5 separate regions of the Mus musculus genome follow, and all the other regions are linked to region 2. Evidence: chromatin contacts called from public Hi-C and HiCAR-type data. All regions are on one chromosome and are shown on one strand. The core of a region is the stretch at or near the end of the contact, and the rest is flanking DNA. Distances in the headings are between cores, read along the strand shown.

Evidence for each region. Hi-C and Micro-C count contacts between places; a contact is called where the count stands out from the background. HiCAR-type assays count read pairs that join an accessible place to other places.
Region 1: a Hi-C map of bone marrow-derived macrophages shows a contact between it and region 2, with 9 read pairs. The contact joins the enhancer-like site here to the promoter of Ndc80 in region 2. A contact is called at or near these places in 12 of 39 promoter capture datasets (the 3T3-L1 cell line, 3T3-L1-derived adipocytes, the C10 cell line and 7 more), 1 of 484 Hi-C or Micro-C datasets (bone marrow-derived macrophages), 4 of 115 datasets of contacts at active chromatin or transcription factors (the 230-238 cell line, astrocytes, epiblast stem cells and 1 more) and 1 of 9 other capture datasets (macrophages).
Region 3: a HiCAR-type map of astrocytes shows a contact between it and region 2, with 4 times the contacts expected there. The contact joins the promoter of Alk here to the promoter of Ndc80 in region 2. A contact is called at or near these places in 1 of 39 promoter capture datasets (hippocampal neurons) and 4 of 115 datasets of contacts at active chromatin or transcription factors (astrocytes, embryonic hindbrain, embryonic stem cells and 1 more).
Region 4: a contact with region 2 is called in a Hi-C map of B cells, with 5 read pairs. The contact joins the enhancer-like site here to the promoter of Ndc80 in region 2. A contact is called at or near these places in 4 of 39 promoter capture datasets (the 3T3-L1 cell line, hippocampal neurons and pre-B cells), 1 of 484 Hi-C or Micro-C datasets (B cells) and 1 of 115 datasets of contacts at active chromatin or transcription factors (large pre-B cells).
Region 5: a contact with region 2 is called in a Hi-C map of B cells, with 8 read pairs. The contact joins the promoter of Lclat1 here to the promoter of Ndc80 in region 2. A contact is called at or near these places in 3 of 39 promoter capture datasets (embryonic stem cells, hippocampal neurons and liver), 1 of 484 Hi-C or Micro-C datasets (B cells) and 2 of 115 datasets of contacts at active chromatin or transcription factors (astrocytes and large pre-B cells).

Annotation. Positions count from the first base shown.
Region 1 is chr17:72,794,168-72,797,767 of GRCm38.p6, reverse strand. No RefSeq gene overlaps it. Among named protein-coding and RNA genes, the nearest start is that of Ypel5, 41 kb to the left of the region's middle. Within about 2 kb of position 2,222, at least 34 of the 459 cell types and tissues checked have an H3K27ac peak or open chromatin away from gene starts, as enhancers often do. A contact at or near this core is called in bone marrow-derived macrophages, where this site is marked.
Region 2 is chr17:71,525,554-71,529,037 of GRCm38.p6, reverse strand. It overlaps Ndc80 (NDC80 kinetochore complex component), which reads left to right and starts at 2,181. Exons shown (of 17, transcript NM_023294.2): 1 at 2,181-2,327; 2 at 3,296-3,405. The coding sequence starts at 3,305. It also overlaps a transcript of Spdya not described here and the pseudogene Mettl4-ps1.
Region 3 is chr17:72,602,231-72,605,802 of GRCm38.p6, reverse strand. It overlaps Alk (anaplastic lymphoma kinase), which reads left to right and starts at 1,496. Exons shown (of 29, transcript NM_007439.2): 1 at 1,496-2,775. The coding sequence starts at 2,094.
Region 4 is chr17:73,272,187-73,275,759 of GRCm38.p6, reverse strand. No RefSeq gene overlaps it. Among named protein-coding and RNA genes, the nearest start is that of E330032C10Rik, 23 kb to the right of the region's middle. Within about 2 kb of position 1,724, at least 82 of the 459 cell types and tissues checked have an H3K27ac peak or open chromatin away from gene starts, as enhancers often do. A contact at or near this core is called in B cells and pre-B cells, where this site is marked.
Region 5 is chr17:73,105,995-73,109,527 of GRCm38.p6, reverse strand. It overlaps Lclat1 (lysocardiolipin acyltransferase 1), which reads right to left and starts at 1,543. Exons shown (of 6, transcript NM_001177967.1): 1 at 1,372-1,543.

The DNA.
Region 1 (3,600 bases), core at 973-3,472, 1.3 Mb before region 2:
GGGGAAGTCATAGGATGTGTCGGAGCCTCTGTTAAAAAAAAGGAAGACATTCCCATAGTCATCCTGGAGAGGTCATTTATGGAGAATGTGCCCGTGAAATATTCTGTTCTTCCAGTGAGGAAGGAAGTTCATGAGTACAGCGCTAAGGGAAGAGGTTGGTTTGGTTTAAGGGGTCACCGAGAGACCCTATGAATCCAGGGGAATTAACGTTTGCTCCAGTGTAAAGAGCCAGGCAGTGTGGTTGGTTCTCTCAACTCCTTCAAAGGCCACTAGTCCCCTCACTTTACAAATGGTGGAGCAGTAGCTTGGAGATATTGGGCAATTTGCCACACAGCTGATGAGCAGGGTGACTAGTGGAGATAGCTTTTGTTTGTTTGTTTGTTTGTTTGTTTGTGTCTCACTGTGTGGCCCTGGCAGGACAGGTTCTACCTCAGTGGACCAGGCTGGCCTTGAACTCGCAGAGATCAGTCACCTTTGCCTCTAGAGTCATGGGGGTAAAGCCTTGTGTTACTAGGCCTGGATGAATTAAGATTTTACAAATATTTATTATTTATTATGAATGTGTATGTGTGGGTGTGTGTGTTTGAGAGAGGGAGAGAGAGAGGAGAGAGAGAAGGAGAGAGAAGGATGGAGAGAGGGAGAGAGAGAGAGAGAGAGAGAGAGAGAGAGAGAGAGAGAGAACACACATTAAGGCCTTTTCACTCTGGGAGGGTGGCAGGGTGGGAGAGAGACTTTTAATTTGAAAGGAGGACTGGTCATAGTGGCAGTGCTGGAGCAAGAATCATTTAGAGAGTAGAATAAACATGAGCCAGAAAGGGAAGGCAGATTTTATTCTATTTTATTTTATTTTAGATAAGGTTTTATGTAGCCTAGGTTGGCCTTGAATTTGCTAAATAGCTCAAGAAGACATTGAACATTTTAAATAAAAATCTAAACATTTAGTGTTGGAGAGATGGCTCAGTAGTTGAGAACACTGGCTGGTCTAGCAGAGTCCTGAGTTTTCATTCTCACCGCCCACATGGCGGCCCACAACCACCTGTAACTGCAGCTACTGGGTTTCTGATGCCCTCTTCTGGCCTTTTCAGGCACTGCACACTGCAATTCACTTACATACATGTAGGCAAAACACTCATCACAAAATAAAACTAAATAAATACTTCTATAAATGTGATTCTTACCAGTTGTGGTGGTTCACACCGTTAATCCCAGCACTCAGGAGGCAGGGGCAGGGGCAGGGGCAGGGGCAGGGGCAGGGGCAGGGGCAGGGGCAGGGGCAGGGGCAGGGGCAGGGGCAGGGGCAGGGGCAGGGGCAGACAGATCTGAGTTCAAGGCCAGCTTGGTCTACAAAGAGAGTTCCAGGATAGCCCTGGCTGTTACACAGGGAGATCCTGTCTAAACAAAACAAAACAAAAGTTAATTTATTTATTTTTATGATAAACACACATGTTCATGTGAGTGTGTGCATGACTAAATGTGCATGTACGTGTGTGTGTGTGTGTGTGTGTGTGTGTGTGTGTAGGTCAGCGGTCAGTGTTGGGTGTTCTCCCCTATTCCCCTATTGCTTTCCACCCTATTTTTTTTTTTTTTTGAGACAGAGTCTCTTACTGAACCTGGAGCTCATTGATTCAGCTGGGTTGTCTAGCCAATGAGCTGTCTGGGCAGTGAGCTCCAGGGATCTGCCCCTCACTTCTGGCATTGCACATTTGCACCACCATGCTTGGCTTTTACATGGGTGCTGTAGACTTGAACTCAGGCCCTTATGCTGTGTGGCAGATACCTTACTGATGCATCATCACCCAGCCCTGGCCTTGTACTTTTGATCTTCCCATTTCCCCTCCCAGATTCCAGAATTCCCTGTGTACACCACTGTATCCAATACATGCAGTGCTGGGGACTGAAGCCAAGGCGTTGCACATATTAGACAAACACTACCAAATGGGCCACACCCTCAGTCCCAACAGGTTGCCTTTAACATCTGGCTGCTAGGTGTTTGTTTAAGAACATTCTTCACACCCATCGTTTGAGTTATCATTAGCCGTCAAGATAACGTGTGTGGAATTTACTGAGCCCAGCACCGTAGAAGGCACAGCTTTTCAAATAAAGAAGGAAATAGCCACTCCCTGTTATCCAGGAAGTGGATGATGACCAAGCCTCATCCCATGCTCCCGATGAAGCAACAGCTGCCCAGGGAGGCTGCTGTCTTGCTTGCTGTTTGTGGTCAACTGATAACTGACTGAGGTTGACCTACCTGGCAAGTACCCCTTGCTGATCCCAACCGCAGGCAGATCTTGCATGAGCGTTCCCTCTGGCTGACCCAGAGGTGCTTTGGCAGGAAGTGTTCACATCACGAAGGTCCACACAGACCTGCATCCTCTCACAGCTGAGGCTTAAGTGGTAGAGAGCAACTGACAGAAAGGTGGAAGTTAAGTGAAACTCTTCTGTTTCTTTGCTGGATTCCCTTCAAGTCTCTTTAAACAAGCTTTCTGGAATGTTCCACAGTCCTGCAAATGAGCTACGAGCTCTCTCTTAAAATTTATCTCTTAAACCATGAGCTAGGAGGTTTTCTTTTTAAGCTGCAAAAATGAGTTGCAGCCATCAGAAAGAACTAATTTATTTATATTTATGGGGAATATTAAAAAATTACTTGCATATTTATATACACACTCAAGCACAAACACAATCAACATTAGTCAAGCCCCTAACCTCAGCAACTCCTAAGCCTCCTGGTTATTATGTAGTTACTTATTCATCTTTATTAGCTTCTCAGTCTCAGCAAGGCTGGCAGGTTTCAACGTTGACATTAACTCTGCTTCTGACTCCACAGTCCCTGGACCTCAGCTTGATTCACTGTAAGATTGCTGGAAGTGGGCTAACCGGTCTCTGAGAGTCCCTCCTGGTCTTCAGCTCTGTGCCCTCTGCCTCTGCGCAAGCAGAGTCTGAAGTGAGCCTTCCACGCAAACACTTCCTCTCTAGGCAAGCATTGTATCTGGACAGTGTTCCTGGGAAATACTCACGAAGGGACGTGGAAGCAAAGCAGGAAAGGGAAGAAGATAACAGGGTTTTTAAACAAGTTGCTGTTGAAACTGCTGTGGAATTCTGGGACATCCTGGAAGGAAGGATTTTGTATATTTATTGCCCCCCTCTCCCCATCTGCTGCTGGTGGTGTGGTTGGTGTGGGTGGTGGTGGTGTGGGTGGGTGGGTAAGTGGTGGTAATGTGGGTAGGTGGGTGGGTGGTGGTGGGCTACTTCCAGGACTCTTTAGGGCAATGGTTCTCAACTGTCCTAATGTTATGACCCTTCAATACAGTTCCTCATGTTGTTGTGACCCCTAACCATGAAATTATATCTGTTGTTACTTCATAACTTTAATTTTGCTACTCTTACAACTCTTAGTGTAAATATTTTGGGAGACAGAAGTTTGCCAAAGGAGTTGTGACCCAGAGGTTCAGAACCACTGTTTTAGGCACACTTGTTTTGTTTTGTTTTGTTTTGTTTTGTTTTGTTTTGTTTTGTTTTGTTTTTCCCCTTTTCAGGAGGAGTGTCTGGTAGCTGAAAGCCCTGGGCAGAGGGAGGTATTAGTGCTTGCAGCAGCTGTTGCTG
Region 2 (3,484 bases), core at 932-3,431:
CAAAAACCTGATAATCAAGAATCACAACCAGAGGGCTGGCGAGATGGCTCAGAGGTTAAGAGCATTGACTGCTCTTCTGAAGGTCCTGAGTTCAAGTCCCAGTAACCACATGGTGGCTCACAACCATCCATAATGAGATCTGATACCCACTTCTGGTGTGTCTGAGGACAGCTACAGTGTACTTATATGTAATAAATAAATAAATCTTAAAAAAAAAAAAAAAGAATCACAACCAGGGCTGGGAGTATAGCTCAGCGTGCGGGTCCTGGGTTTGATACCAATGTTGTAATTAAGTTCTTACTGTCCTGTATATCGATGATGTACTTTGTACACACAAGTAGGTTTTATATTTAAACATACAAGGTGAGTGTGTACATACCACCTTTAAGGAAAAATGCGATACTTTAAATGTCTTTTAATTTCAGAATTGGTCATTCAAATTTTTCAGCCAACTTAGCCAAAGATGCTTCTTAGTTTGATCCTCCTTTCTTCGGGTGCCCTCTATGGTCCTTTTTTGGTCCTTGAGTCAAGGCACGAGTCCACATGGTCCAAGTATTCAAGTCACTAAATCCTTAAAAGGTGAGTGTCTTGTCAAGTCAAAGGATAGTAATTACCTACAAGAATTTACCCTTTTTTAAATGATATAAATCTATTTAGAGAGGGCCACAGGAATGAAAGGAAAGACAGCTGTTGTGCTTTCAAACTACAATTGCCACAGGAAGTCACTCCATTTCTCAGATCCCTGCCCTACCTAATCCTTATCAGTTGTAGGGCAGTAAGATTAAAAGAGTGCTCTAGCCAAACCAAGTGCAGCATGAATAGTAATCAGAAGTTCACAACTTAACTAGTTTGCTAGGTCAAAACTTCAAGATTTATAATCTGTTTGAGCCACACTCCAGTAACTAGGTTTTACAGAACATTTTTATCTTCACTTAAGATATGTTTTGCATTTCTGGATATAGCTTTATTATAATGTAGTGGAAACCTTAAGAGAAAACCGAATAAAAAATAAATTAAAGGCTCGTCTAATAGCATTTATAGTCAAATTTCTTATGCAACTGACTGCAGAATAGTGTTTGTTTCTTAAAGACAGAGAGTCACTAGGTTGCCCTGGTGTATGCCAGGTCCATCAAACTGGCCTCAAATTCAAGACTCTCTCGGGTGTGGACCCTGCCCCACATACAAACTAAAGTCATTGAATTCACTGAGCCTCAAAATTATCTCTTTAGTTTTTGGAGTTGTTTGTACGTGTGGGTTTTGTTTGGGGTGGTTTTGCTTGGGTTTGTTGGTTGTTTTGTTTTGATATAGTGTCTATGTTGCTCTAGCTGTCCCGGATCTCACTAGGTAAACCAGGATGGTCAGAGATTCCCCCACAACCTACCCCCACCCCACCCCCGCTTCCAGAGCGTGGAAATTAAAGGTGTGTACCACAACGCCCGACTAAAACGATCATTTTTATGTTCTAATGCCATTAGTTTCAAGAAGTAAATGAACTGCCGCTTACAGAGTCTGAAATATAATGCCTGCTAATATATCTGCTGACTACTATTTGGTGATGGAGATCTTCGTGATACCTGAGATTTTGGTTTCCCAGTAGAGACGTAAAGTGAGGAGTCACTGTGACCGCTAGGGAACCTCAAACTCAAAAAAGGACTGCTTAGCTCAAAACTAGCTAACGGCACAATAATGCCGAGAGCCAGGAATCTACACTTTAGCCCAGGGACAGGCCACCACCATCCGGGAACTAGTAACGCCTGCTTGTTGTTCCGAGGCTGGGCGGCGGGAATCCAGAGCACTTGAGGAAGCCTGATGTTAAATATCCCTCAGGCTCGTCCACCGCCACACTCGACAGCCTCTCCTAACGTCAGGAACCTCACGCCGCCTCATAGGCTTGGGTCCTGGCCTCCATCCTATCGGAGACAAACCCGCGCTTTCTACTTCCAGGACGCAGCCATATTGCTGTACGGAACTTGATTCCAGGAGGGCTCGGGCCGCTCCGCCCGGACAGCCCTACTCGTCCTAGATGCCAGCTTCCCGGACAGGGCGGGACTCCCTTCGGGTCACCGACGCTAACGACGACCTGGGAAGAGCCCAGAGCTCGCTTGGCCCCCGATGCGGACACTTCCGGCGACGAGGGCGGGCGCTGAGCGAGCGCGCATGCGTACTCGCCGTCGCAGTCCTGACGTCAGCGCGGGCGGAAACTTTAAAATTCAAACCGCCTTGGGTTGACGGAAGCGGACGCTCTGGTTTGGGCGGCTGTTTTCGTGTGCAGTCGTGCGGTTTACGGAAAGCTGGGCGCCGGGTCTCGTTGAGAAGCTGAGCGAAAGGTAACTGCTGAGATGGGATCAGCTCTGTGTTAAAATGGTCCGCGGCGCTGGAGCTGACTGTTGCGAGGGAGCTGGGGTGGGATCTGCCCGGCTCTGCAACGTTTGTAGCGGGAGAAGGCGATGCTAACAGGTGGGGACTGACAGGGGGAAAGCTGATTGGTGTGTTGTGTACCCGTGCTGATGCTGCAACTTAAAAGCCTGGTATGGACATGACTGGAAACCAGTGAAATCATGAGAGTAAAACTAGGTTGAACGCAAGCCACCAAAACAAGGAGGGGTGTGGCTCAGTGCTCAGCGCTCAGCCCAGCTTGCTAAAGGGTCTGACTCTCCACCCCTAGCTCAAGACAAAACAACAACAATAAAAATGCGATCTGTCTAACCCTCTGTGGAAGCTAGGGCCGAGTGCATAGTGTCTGATGCTGCAGAGATGAAGACAGACTCCAACGTAGACATTATTTTGATACTTGTTTTAAAAGCGGGAGCAGCCTGTGTTGTAAACCGGATTGTTTATCTTTGTTGAAAGGTGTTGCAGTAAATCTCCAACCCAAATAAGCCCAGGCAATGAAAACACAACTTAATTAATATGAATACATGCTGTGCGCCTACATTGGGCAGATCTATCACTACACTACCATCTTCCCCATATAAGAGACCCCTTAGAACTTCTCCAGGCCAGGTGCTTCTGCTCTACTTTCCTTCTCCTCAGTCGTCCCCTCTCCTTTTCTCCCAAAACTTTCAGCTCCATCTTCCCCTCTTTTTTCTGCCTCGTTTTTTTCTACTTGAAGTTGCGTAGGTGTTCTTTGTAAGAACTTCGGTTTACATGGACAAATAAATATAGCATACAAGGAAACGATTGTTGTACAGAAACAAACTTAGTTGCTTTCCTACTAGAGGATAAAGATAATAATTGTTGCTCGTTGAATTGCTTGAGTCTGGAACATTTTCCTAACGCTGAAATCCTGAATTAGGTTTCGAGAATGAAGCGCAGTTCAGTTTCCACCTGTGGTGCTGGCCGCCTCTCTATGCAGGAGTTAAGGACCCTGGACCTCAATAAGCCAGGCCTTTATACCCCTCAAACGTAAGTGCCTCCCCTGTGCTTCTCAGCTGCTTACTTTACTGTCTAGAGAAAAAAAAAAAGTGCCAGAAATGGTTAGTAC
Region 3 (3,572 bases), core at 247-2,746, 1.1 Mb before region 2:
TACCCTTATCTGGGCTTCTGGTGACACACAGCCATTATCTGAAAGAAAAGGAGACTGGAGGGAGAACCTGGCATTTTAAGTAAGTGAATAAATAGAAGGCCTTGAGTGTGTGTGCCACCGCCCCACACAACCTTCTTCCACAGAGTCATATCCATAGCCTCTGGCCTGCTACTCATGGACCGCTAGGGCAAAGTAGCAGTCAAGAGGACTGGAGGGTGGGCTTGGAAGTCTCACATGAGCAAATGATCCAGAACTGGAATTAAAAATATCCGTCTCATGTGTGGTGGTTTATGCTTGTAATCCCAAATCCCAGCACTTGAAAAGCCGGAACAGGATTTCCAAGAGTTCCTAGTCAGTCTAGGCAGTGTAGTGAGTTCAAGCCCAGCCTGGGCTACAAAAACGAGGTCGTATTTCAAAAAAGGCCAAAATAAAAAAAGTGAATAAACAAATAGTGTCGTGGTGGGGTGGTTGCTCAGCGGCAGAGCGTTCGCTTGTCTTATAGAAGGCTCTGAGTTTCATCCCCAGTTTCTGTCTGGAAACCTGTGCAGACACCATTATGAGAAAACCAAGTGGCTGACAGGTCTGACAGCATTTGTTGCGGCTAAAGCCGAAGAAGAACAACTCAGGCTCTCAGGAATGCTTTCAAATAACAGGAGTGTTGGAGAAGGTTCCCTTTCAAGGCTCCAAGGCTCTTGAATCTTGCAGGGCCTCGCTACCCCTGCCTCCTTCTGGTTTTTCTTTGCCTCCAGATTTATTCCGGAACCTGCTCCTCTGAAGTCGGACACATTTAATCTGTTAAATGTATAATTAGACAGAGTGTTTGGTTGCAACGATCGCTTCCAGTTTTCCCATTTATCCAAAATACTCTCTTGTTCGCACAGCGGAGAAATAGGGCAGGCAATCTGGAGGAAGGAACAGGCACCAGCAGCGGGAGGCGGGGCGGGCTTGGTGCTTTTCTCAATGAATACTGAGGCCTCTGCAGATTTGCATAGGAGCAGATCTCGCAGCGGCATTGGCCGGCGGGCTTGGAAGGGGGCGGGGCCGGCTGCGTGGGCTGGGCGGCTGCGCTGAGTTCGCTCTAGAGCCCCGCCCCTCGCGGAGGCCCCGCCCCCCTTCGGCGCGCGCTCGCGGCACTGCCAGCTGCAAGTGGCGGGCGCCCAGGCAGATGCGATCCAGCGGCTCTGGGGGCGGCAGCAGCGGTGGCAACTGGCACCTCCCGCTGCTTCTGTCCAGCGGTTCTCGGGGGGGCAGTAAGACGTTTTCCGTTCGCCCCCTGGCCAGTCAACAAAACCGCGGGCGCTGCTGGTAGGTGAGGAGGGGGCTGGCTACATTGCGGGCTCCTCTGCCCGGAATGTTTTCACTAGTCGCCAGCGGCCAGGGCCGCCCGGGTGCTTGGGAGTGAACTCCGAGGAACCAAGACGTCGGTGACGGCAAGGACGCTGCAAACTTGCGCGCGTGGAGGCAGCGGGAGCCTCCTCTCCGCAACGCAGAGCTCGTGTTCACGCCCAGAAGTTCAGCGGGCAGGGTGATCGATCCGAAGACTTCCTGCAGCGGAGGTCACTTGAGGGGGCGCTAGAAAGCAGCCCCCTCCGGTGGTCCTTGCCTAGACCTGGGAAGGAGCGCAGAGGAGGTGACAGGAGCGGAGGACGTGGGCAAGACAGTGACCGACTCGGAGCCACGGTTCACAGCCTGGAAAGTTGCAGAAGATTGGAAGCTAAGAGGAGAGCTCTGGTCGCCGAGGGCTCCTTGAACGGTACCTAATTGCCACCTCCCTGGTCCCTGAGCAAAGGCCTCTACAAATGGGGCGCAGCACGGCGAGAGGCGCAGGATCCAGCTGTTGAGCCCAGGGTGTCTCACTGTCTCCGAACTACCCCCTGACTTTGTCTTCCGTTTTGCTGAGAACCCTTCTCGCCTCCTTGTAGCTTGGGAAAAGCAAGGGCGCTCTATAGTGTACACACAGTCCCTGAGATCTAGTGGAAGGAGCCATTCAGGACCAAGGACTATTTGGAGCCCTTTCCTGTTTGGGGGAGAGTGAAGGGCGAGGCTGGACCAGCAAGGGAAGGGAGACTAGTGTAAACTCGCCCTCCAGCGGGATGGGAGCTGCTGGGTTCCTGTGGCTGCTGCCTCCACTGCTTTTGGCAGCAGCCTCGTACTCCGGAGCTGCAACCGATCAGCGCGCGGGTTCCCCAGCCTCAGGGCCTCCTCTGCAGCCCCGGGAGCCGCTCAGTTATTCGCGCCTGCAGAGGAAGAGTCTGGCAGTGGACTTCGTTGTACCCTCGCTCTTCCGCGTCTATGCCCGAGACCTGCTGCTACCGCAGCCACGGTCCCCCTCGGAGCCCGAGGCTGGCGGGCTGGAGGCGCGGGGATCACTGGCCCTGGATTGTGAGCCTCTGCTCAGGCTGCTGGGGCCACTGCCTGGAATCTCCTGGGCAGATGGAGCCAGTTCTCCTAGTCCCGAGGCGGGTCCGACGCTGTCCAGGGTGCTGAAGGGAGGCTCGGTGCGCAAGCTCAGGCGTGCCAAACAGCTGGTGCTGGAGCTGGGCGAGGAGACGATTCTTGAAGGCTGTATTGGTCCCCCAGAGGAGGTAGCGGCTGTGGGGATACTCCAGTTCAACCTCAGCGAGCTGTTCAGCTGGTGGATTCTCCACGGCGAAGGGAGGCTGAGGATCCGCCTGATGCCTGAGAAGAAGGCATCGGAAGTGGGCAGGGAGGGAAGGCTATCCAGTGCGATCCGAGCCTCCCAGCCCCGCCTTCTCTTCCAGATCTTCGGGACGGGTGAGCAGCTCCCACTAGAGTGTGTTGGGATTTGCATTTTTAGTTATACGACATGTAGACACTGCTAACTAACTCTTATTCTTCTAGCCCCCTTTTCATCGTACTTGAACTTAGACCCGTGGTTTCTTTTTATGTGCTTAAACATAGTAACTTCCCAATAGAACCTTCTCTCTCTCTCTCTAGCAACCAAGTTGGGAGAAAAGTTTTCCAGTGTTGGCAGAATGCCTTCCACTGACTTACACACGATCCCACTGGATCATAATTGGATGCCCTCCTTCCTGAGCTCTGAGAATGGCTGAAACGTCCCTATAACGCCCGAGTTCCAAGTTACGGGACCTCACACTATTGCTCTTTTTTTCTTGACTCTTGTTTCTCTTCTAGACGACCACCTATTTGGAGAATGTGGTCGAATTTCCCAGAGAATAGAGAATTCCCCTTAATACTGAGTCTCAGCCAACTGCCTGTCCCTGTCCCTCCTCTCCAGTGCTGGCTAACCCAGAGGTTCTCTTTTCCTTAATTATTCATTCTGCCACATTGGACTCCCACCTCCAGACTGTTTACACACTCAGACTCTCGATGTTCTCAGATGTCCCAGGAAAGTCCCAGAGGAACTAAGGAACAGGGGCAGGAGAGTTGTAGGGAATGGGATGAAAACTGTTGAGGTTACTTTGCTTCGGGGGGAGAAGCAAGACAGTTGCCTTTCCTGCCTCCCCCTTTGTTTGCCCTGGGAGTCTTAGCTTGCATGTGTGTAGCAGCTGCTCTGGATGAGAGCTCTGGCAGGCTCTCATTGCTGGAGG
Region 4 (3,573 bases), core at 475-2,974, 1.7 Mb before region 2:
GATGATGCAGGTACACACAGCCATCTGCCAAATCACTCAGAAGACTCCAGACTAGAGCAAGCATCACCAAAAGCATCATGACCTACTATGTGGGCAATACTTCAGCAACCGTCTAGCCAGCATGAGAACCTGTCCCTGCACACAGAGAGATAGCATGAGGATATATTCCTGCACACAGAGAGATAGCATGAGGACCTATCCCTGCATGCAGAGAGTTGACCCTACTGGCTACTTCCATCTTTGCCAATCCCCAAATGGAGGCATTGCTTGGTCCCCAGGAATGCCATGAATGAATTAGCAGTGGTTCACAATCTGTGACATCCTGAGCAGCTTGAAAATAGACACTGCTTGCAGGTCGTAACACTACTGGGACATGTGCATCTTTCATTGGGTGGCAGTCACTCGCTATCTCTGCAGGTCGCTGCTACTACTTTCTCTGCCGGCTCCTTTCTGCATGCCGCATGCACATGTGCCACCTCATTAATCTTCAAACTGCCCAGAGCAGCTAGCGGAGTGGAGGATATGGGGAGTGACTGCAGGCTTCTTTGATCCAGGACAAACATGGCACTCCTCTTTGCTCGGAAGGCCAGAGGGGACTAGAACATGGTTCCAGAAGAAGCAGGCCCATACAGGCTCTAAGTGTCTCTCCGTGAGGCTGGTACGCAGTGGGAGGACATTCACGGACAATGTTTCCTAAAGGAAATGTGCAATTTCGTGACTGGATCAGCTTGAAGTCTCTGTGCTTGATCGATAGGGATGATGAAGAGGGAGGCTGAAAACCAGGGTGAGGATGCGGCTAGTGGATAAATGTTTTTTAACTCGGATGAGATATCTGTCAAGGTAGAAATAAAAAAAGGTACAGAGAGATCCTTTTCTAGGCCTGTTGAGTGAACATCTTGACCATATGCAGGCAGGCAGGCAGGTCAGTAGGTGTCTGGAATGGAGATGTTAATCATACAGGGCTGCCTAATCAGAAGGAGTCCAGAAAGGCAGTGAGCTCAGTGGGCTATCTGAGTCCAGAGGAGCCACACAGTCAGTAGACTAGAACCTGAAAGTCAGGCATAGCCACAGAATAAAGTCGACTAGAATAAAGCTTTTGATAGACACCTGCCCCGGCAAAACTGAAGTCAGAGAAGCGCTCAGGACAGGCCTACTCAAGGTCAAATCTCCTGAGCCATTGGACCATAAATATTTATTTTTATGATTAAAAAATGTACATGTATAAAGATGTTTAAACAGACTTTCAGTATAGATTTTTATTTTTTATTATATGTATGGGGAGCAGGTATGTGCATCTGAGTGTGGGTGCCAACAAAAGATGGAACAAAACATTGGATCCCCATAAAACTGGAGTTACTGGTAGCTGTGAGCCGCCCAACATGGGTGGTGGGGATAAAACTCCGGTCCTCTGGAAGAGGTTCAAGAGTCTGGCCTGAGTCACTGAACTTTACATTTCTTGGGTTGCCTGAGTCTGCCATGTATTACAACATGGCAGAACTCATGCATAGATGTTCCAGCAGTTCCAGAAAAGAAGTCCAGGGAAACTTAAAGAAAGCGTGAAGCCAAAATGTACTTATCAGGGAAGAAAAACCTATGAGAAGCAGGCTATATCAGGCTGTAGCTGGGATATGCCCTCTTGGTTGGTGATCATACCAGCTGATGAGCACCAGCCAACAGAGAATTGGTGTCTTTATACTTCCTCTTTGTGGTCTAGAGGCATGAAACGGTTTGTGAAGAGAGGGGTGGTATGTTAAACTGTCTTCCTGTGCCACGCCACGCTGAACAGAAGCCACTGTGTAAAACCTTTGTAGCCAGAAGGGGTCGAATGTGGGCCATATTGGCCACCAAAGGCTTCCTGGAGAAGGCAGAGTGTACACAAACCTGCAGAATCCCTAGGTACGACAGCGTTCACCCTGTTAGTTGGGGGTGGGGTCAACAAGCAAGGAAGCAAGGACACTTCAAAGTCCAAGATGGCTCCAACTACCATCTGTGGGACACAGGAAAAAGGAAAGTTGTCCTGTGTCCCTCTCCTCCACCACTCCTCCAGCTTCTTTTGCCAGTGGGAGGGTTGGGTTTGGTTACACGGATGGCCGGTCAGAAGTCTGAGCTGGTTTCATTTGAGCTTTTTTTGTTTTTTGTTTTTTGTTTTTACTTTGAAGGGGTTAGTACAGGAAGATAGGCAAGGGATGGAACACTTCTTGTTTTCTTCTGTAGGGTCAGATCTGCCTCCCCTGTACAGCCATTGGGCAACACGGCCATGGACCCTCCACAGGCTGTGTGACATTTGTTGTATTATGTCCCACTTCGGGTTTAATGCCATATTTATCTTATTAGAATTAAATAGCACAAATTTATTTATTGTCTTAGAGTTCCTTGGTCAGAAGTGAGACTGGGTGTCCGGCATGGTATATTTTTGGGTAGACGCCCTATGGTGGCATCCATTTTCTTGCCTCTTTTCATCTTCTAGAGACAACCTGTGTTCCTCCACACTTCTCCCCTTCATCCTTCAAAGCTGGTGAAAAATCTAGTCTCTCAAATCTCATAGCAGTAACCTTCTCTTTAACATCTATCTTCCATGGGAAAGGTTCCACATGCCTTTCCTTCTGTTACTGGAATGACTAGTCTGACTTTATAAGCAGAAAGGATGGTTGAGAACCCATTTCTGGGGTTCCAAGGCACTGGCACTCACTGGTTCTGATGGGACTGTCATGGTAGGTGACAGGAACATGTTTGTGAGGGGAAAAAAAATCACACACACCCCTCAAACAACAAAGCAGCAATGTAGAGACTGATTTAGGCTTCTCTAACAACTGGGTCTAGTGAGAGTTCACTCCACAACTCCCATGTTCCCCCTAGGGGCAGAACCCCAGTGACATAAGAATTCCTACTAGCTCCTGCCTCTTCCATAATGTTTCCCTGCCATTTCCAGGCTGTGAGCTCTCAACACGTGAAGCCTGGAAGGAGGCACACCACATTCAATCCGCAGATGGACCCTTGCTCTTCCATTGGCTTACCCTACCTCATCCAGATGACCACCTCCTCATCTGCGGGGCAGTCAGGTAGCATCCTTCATCCCACCCACAGCCTTATTGGATCTAATGCATTTGCGTGTTTGGGGTTATTGGTAGGTAGACCCGTTTCAGGGGAGCACTGCTGTGCCTGCCACAGTTCGCAATGTTATTGGGCTGATGGCCTGGCTTATAATGTTATGTGCCCTTGGATATTGTATTTGAACCCTTACTCCAGGCCTTCCAGATGTGAAGGGGGATCGGTGGGGAGCAGTGTTTGTCATAATGATGAAGATGGAGTGGGAAGAAGCAGTGTCTACAGGTTTGGCTGCCATATCCCCACTGGACAGTTTCCATGACACCCCACTCGGTGGTCCTGTAGAGGAACAAGTCACCTTGCCCTTGCCTCAAACCCAGTTCTCTGATTCCCAATACTTTGCCCCTGTTCTGATGCCATTCCTGCCAAATAGCTAAATTCCAGCTCCTTCCATTTTCTACCTTTACATAAAAAGCACAGAGCCAAGGAAAGGATGGAGCCTCCTACTCATCCCAGGCCTCCCAGCCC
Region 5 (3,533 bases), core at 294-2,793, 1.6 Mb before region 2:
ACACCTAAGTCTAAGGCCTGGCGTGATAGCTCAATGGTTTAAAGCACTTACTCCTCTTTTAAGGGAGCAGGGTTGGGTTCCCCACACCCACATTAGGTGACTCAAAAACCATCTGAAACTCCAGCTCCAGTGTCACCACACTGTGTGGTGAATATAAACTCATGCAGCCTCGCATACACAAATACAAATTTTTTAATACATGAATTTTGCAAAGTCTTTCATCAAAATAGTATTTTAAAAAGTAGCCCATCCAACTCTTTAAACTTTTTGTGACAGGGGGTTTCTTTCCCGAAACACGTGATGGGTATGAATGGGAAGCATTTTATCTTGGTAAGGCCTTCACCAATTTCTTTTTCAATACTTTCCTTGGACTTAACTGAATGTAAAACTCAGCTCTGTCTACATCCAATCAGAGGCGACTAAGCCTTCAGGCAAGAACCAGGAAACAAAACAGCTCCACAACCACAAAGAAACACCTTATGCCTTGTCTTTATTGCTTCTGGTCAAACATAATCTTAGATGTTAAGATACAACTTGAGAAGCCGGGCGTGGTGGAGCACGCCTTTAATCACAGCATTTCGGAGGCAGAGGCAGATTTCTGAGTTTGAGGCCAGCCTGGTCTACATAGTGATACAAAGTGACAGCCAGGACTATACAGAGAAACACTGTCTCGAAAAAAAAAACAAAAACAAAAACAAACAAAAAAAGAACAACAAAAAAGATACAACCTGAGAGACCAAACCTGCCAGGTGGGCGTGGTGAAGCACGCCTGTTATCGCACCAATACAAGGGCAGAGGCAAGGACCATGAGAGGCCAGCCCTTAGCTAGAGCGAATGCCAATAAAAAGGAAAATTGGACTCGAAGTCAGCCTTCAATGTGGCCTATCGTTCTTTCTGTGGCACTGCCACCTAGACCTAGGGCACACCTCTGTCACCTGCAAGAAACAAACTGCTTGAACCCTGAAAAACTCTCTTGTGGGCCGTTCACGTGGCGACCCCTGGAAAGCCTTGTGCTCCTGGAATCTGGACCCTGACACACCGTAGGCGGTGTAGGGGGACCCGGCAGCTCCCGGGTTTCACCGAGGTGTGGTGTGGACAGGAAGGTGAGCACAGAAGGGGCACCCGACGCTCCTCGCCCCCGCATCCTGATCAGCTCTGGAGGCTTCGGCCTCCCTCCCAAGAGCCGATCGCCCTAAGCCCTCCACCCAATTCCCGCCAGTGTCCGTCCCCCAGGGCCCACCCGAGGAGGCCTGCTCCGGGGAAAAGCCGCCGAGCCGCAGCTCTCCATCCGCCCACTCGGGAAAAAAAAATCCCTTGGCTGCCGCCATGTTCCCGCGCCGAAGCCCACACCTGACACCGCGGGCCGCGCACCTGGGACACACCGGGGGAAACGCGCGACGTCGCGGGGACACTGGGGCGAGACAGCGACTCCACGGGGGTCACAACCTGGGAGAAGAACCCGCCGCTAATTCATCCCGAAGCGGGGAGGCGTCGAGCCCCGTCGCCTTAGTAATGCGTCCCTCCGGGCTCCACCCTGATTGGCTCCTGGCGCAGTGACGCAAGGCGTCTCCGGCTGCGTGGGAAGCCCTTGAACCGGGCGCTCCGCCCCTGCTCCGCAGTGGGGAGAGACCCCGGGCGTCGTCTAAGCTCCTTTAAAGGAACCGCGCCCCAGATCAGTGTGGCCAGGCGCAGATGCCTGCCAAAGCTGGTAGGGGTAGAGGAGCAAGAAACCAAAAATGAGAACTCAAGCGGTGGTCTCCGGGGAATCTAGTGGTTGCGTAGGGGGATGGCAAAGCTAGAGCACTCATTTGCAAGCCTAACGTTTACGTCAGGAATCAAAGGGCAATTTAGTATCCAGCCAATTCTAGAGCCTGAGTTTCTGCTGGCACAAAACTCAAGACACCTTCAACGCCTGAGGTTACCTCATGGAAAATAAATCGGAGGCAATCATTTACAACTCTTACTTTCTTGCCTCATGTAAAGAGCAAATGATCACGCAGTCAGTTCTAGAGCCAGGTTCCTGATGGTGTAAAACTAAACGCACCTTCATTCAACCCCTAAAGTTGCAGGATGGAAAACGCAGAGACACTAAATGACAAGCGTTATTTTCTTGCCCCAAGTCAAAAAGCAACTCCAGGTTCTGTGGTGCGCAACTGTTGCTAATTCGCAGTGTTTGCTCAAGTCTCAACGTTTCCTCTTCTGGATGGCCCAATCAGTTTTTATGTTGCTGTCGGGTTTTTGTCGTTGTTGTTGTTGTTGTTTGGTTTTTTGGGTTTTTTTTTTTTTTCTGTTTGTTGGTTTTTTTGGTTTTTTTTTTTTTTTCTGTTTGTTGGTTTTTTGGGTTTTTTTTTTTTTTTTTAAGTTTGGTTTGGTTTGGTTTGGTTTTGTAGGACACTCTTTTGGAAAGGTCTTTGTGCCTTTCTACAGTGTTGGATCTGGCTCCAAACCTACCAGACTAAGCACCTGGATGCTAGAGACTGGTTAATTTAACCTCTTTGCGTTTCCCCTGCACAATACCTTCTTGCTGACTTTTAACAGATAATAGACATCTTTAAAAATATGAAATGTCCACACATAGCCGACAGAGCCTTTCAACAGCTTTTCATTTATGTTTATTCATTTAATCTGTTTATTTAACATGAAACAGAGAGAAATGAATTTTTAAGTTCAGGGTAGCCTTGTGTGGTAGTACATGCCTGTAGTCCCAGCAGTCCCCATAACAGAGCCAGGAGACTGCCTCTGCAAGACTCTAAATTTTAAAAAACAAATGCAAGGTGCCTTCGCGCTCAGAGCCAGCGTTACCTCTCCTTTACCTTTATTCAATACTTAAGTGTTTGAGATGTGCCACAATTGTATTAGAAAACAGAAAATACAACGAAGGAAAAAAAGCAGCACAAAAATGCAGTTATCCCTCAGAGGTTGAACGGACCTCACTTTTGTCTCTAAACTCAAGAGTTCTGGGAAAATCTTAGGAATTTTAAGGCTTGTCATTGTTTTGAACTTAACATGGGGATCCCCCAGAACCTCTCAAGAATGCACCGCTGTGAGTTCTCTGAGGATTTAAAGAGTCTATACATAGCCTTCCCTCTACTAGAGATTCCTCTTTTGTTCTAATGGATTAAAGGAGAGTAGTGAAGAAAGATGGATACCCGAGACTCCAGGATAGCCCCCTCAACTTAGATCCTTTAACCAACATTTCTCAACATAAAAATAAATCAGAGTACTTTTCTTTCCCCAGTCTGTAGTTATTTAAGACACAAAAAAGGGGGGGGGGGCTAGGCAGTGGTGGCTCACAACTTTAATTCCAGAATTGGAGAGGCAGAAACAGGCAGATCTCTGTGAGTTCCAAGCCAGCCTGATCTATAGCATATAAGAGACTTTGGAAAAGGACTGAAGAAGAAGAAACGTGGGTCCTCATGTACAGCAGTCTCTCCTTCAGTCCTTGCAGCCTAAGAGTCCTCTCAGGTCTTGAAATTGAGCAGCAGATTAGAATTTTCTACTGGGGTGACGTCTGAACCCACTTTTTCACTTAT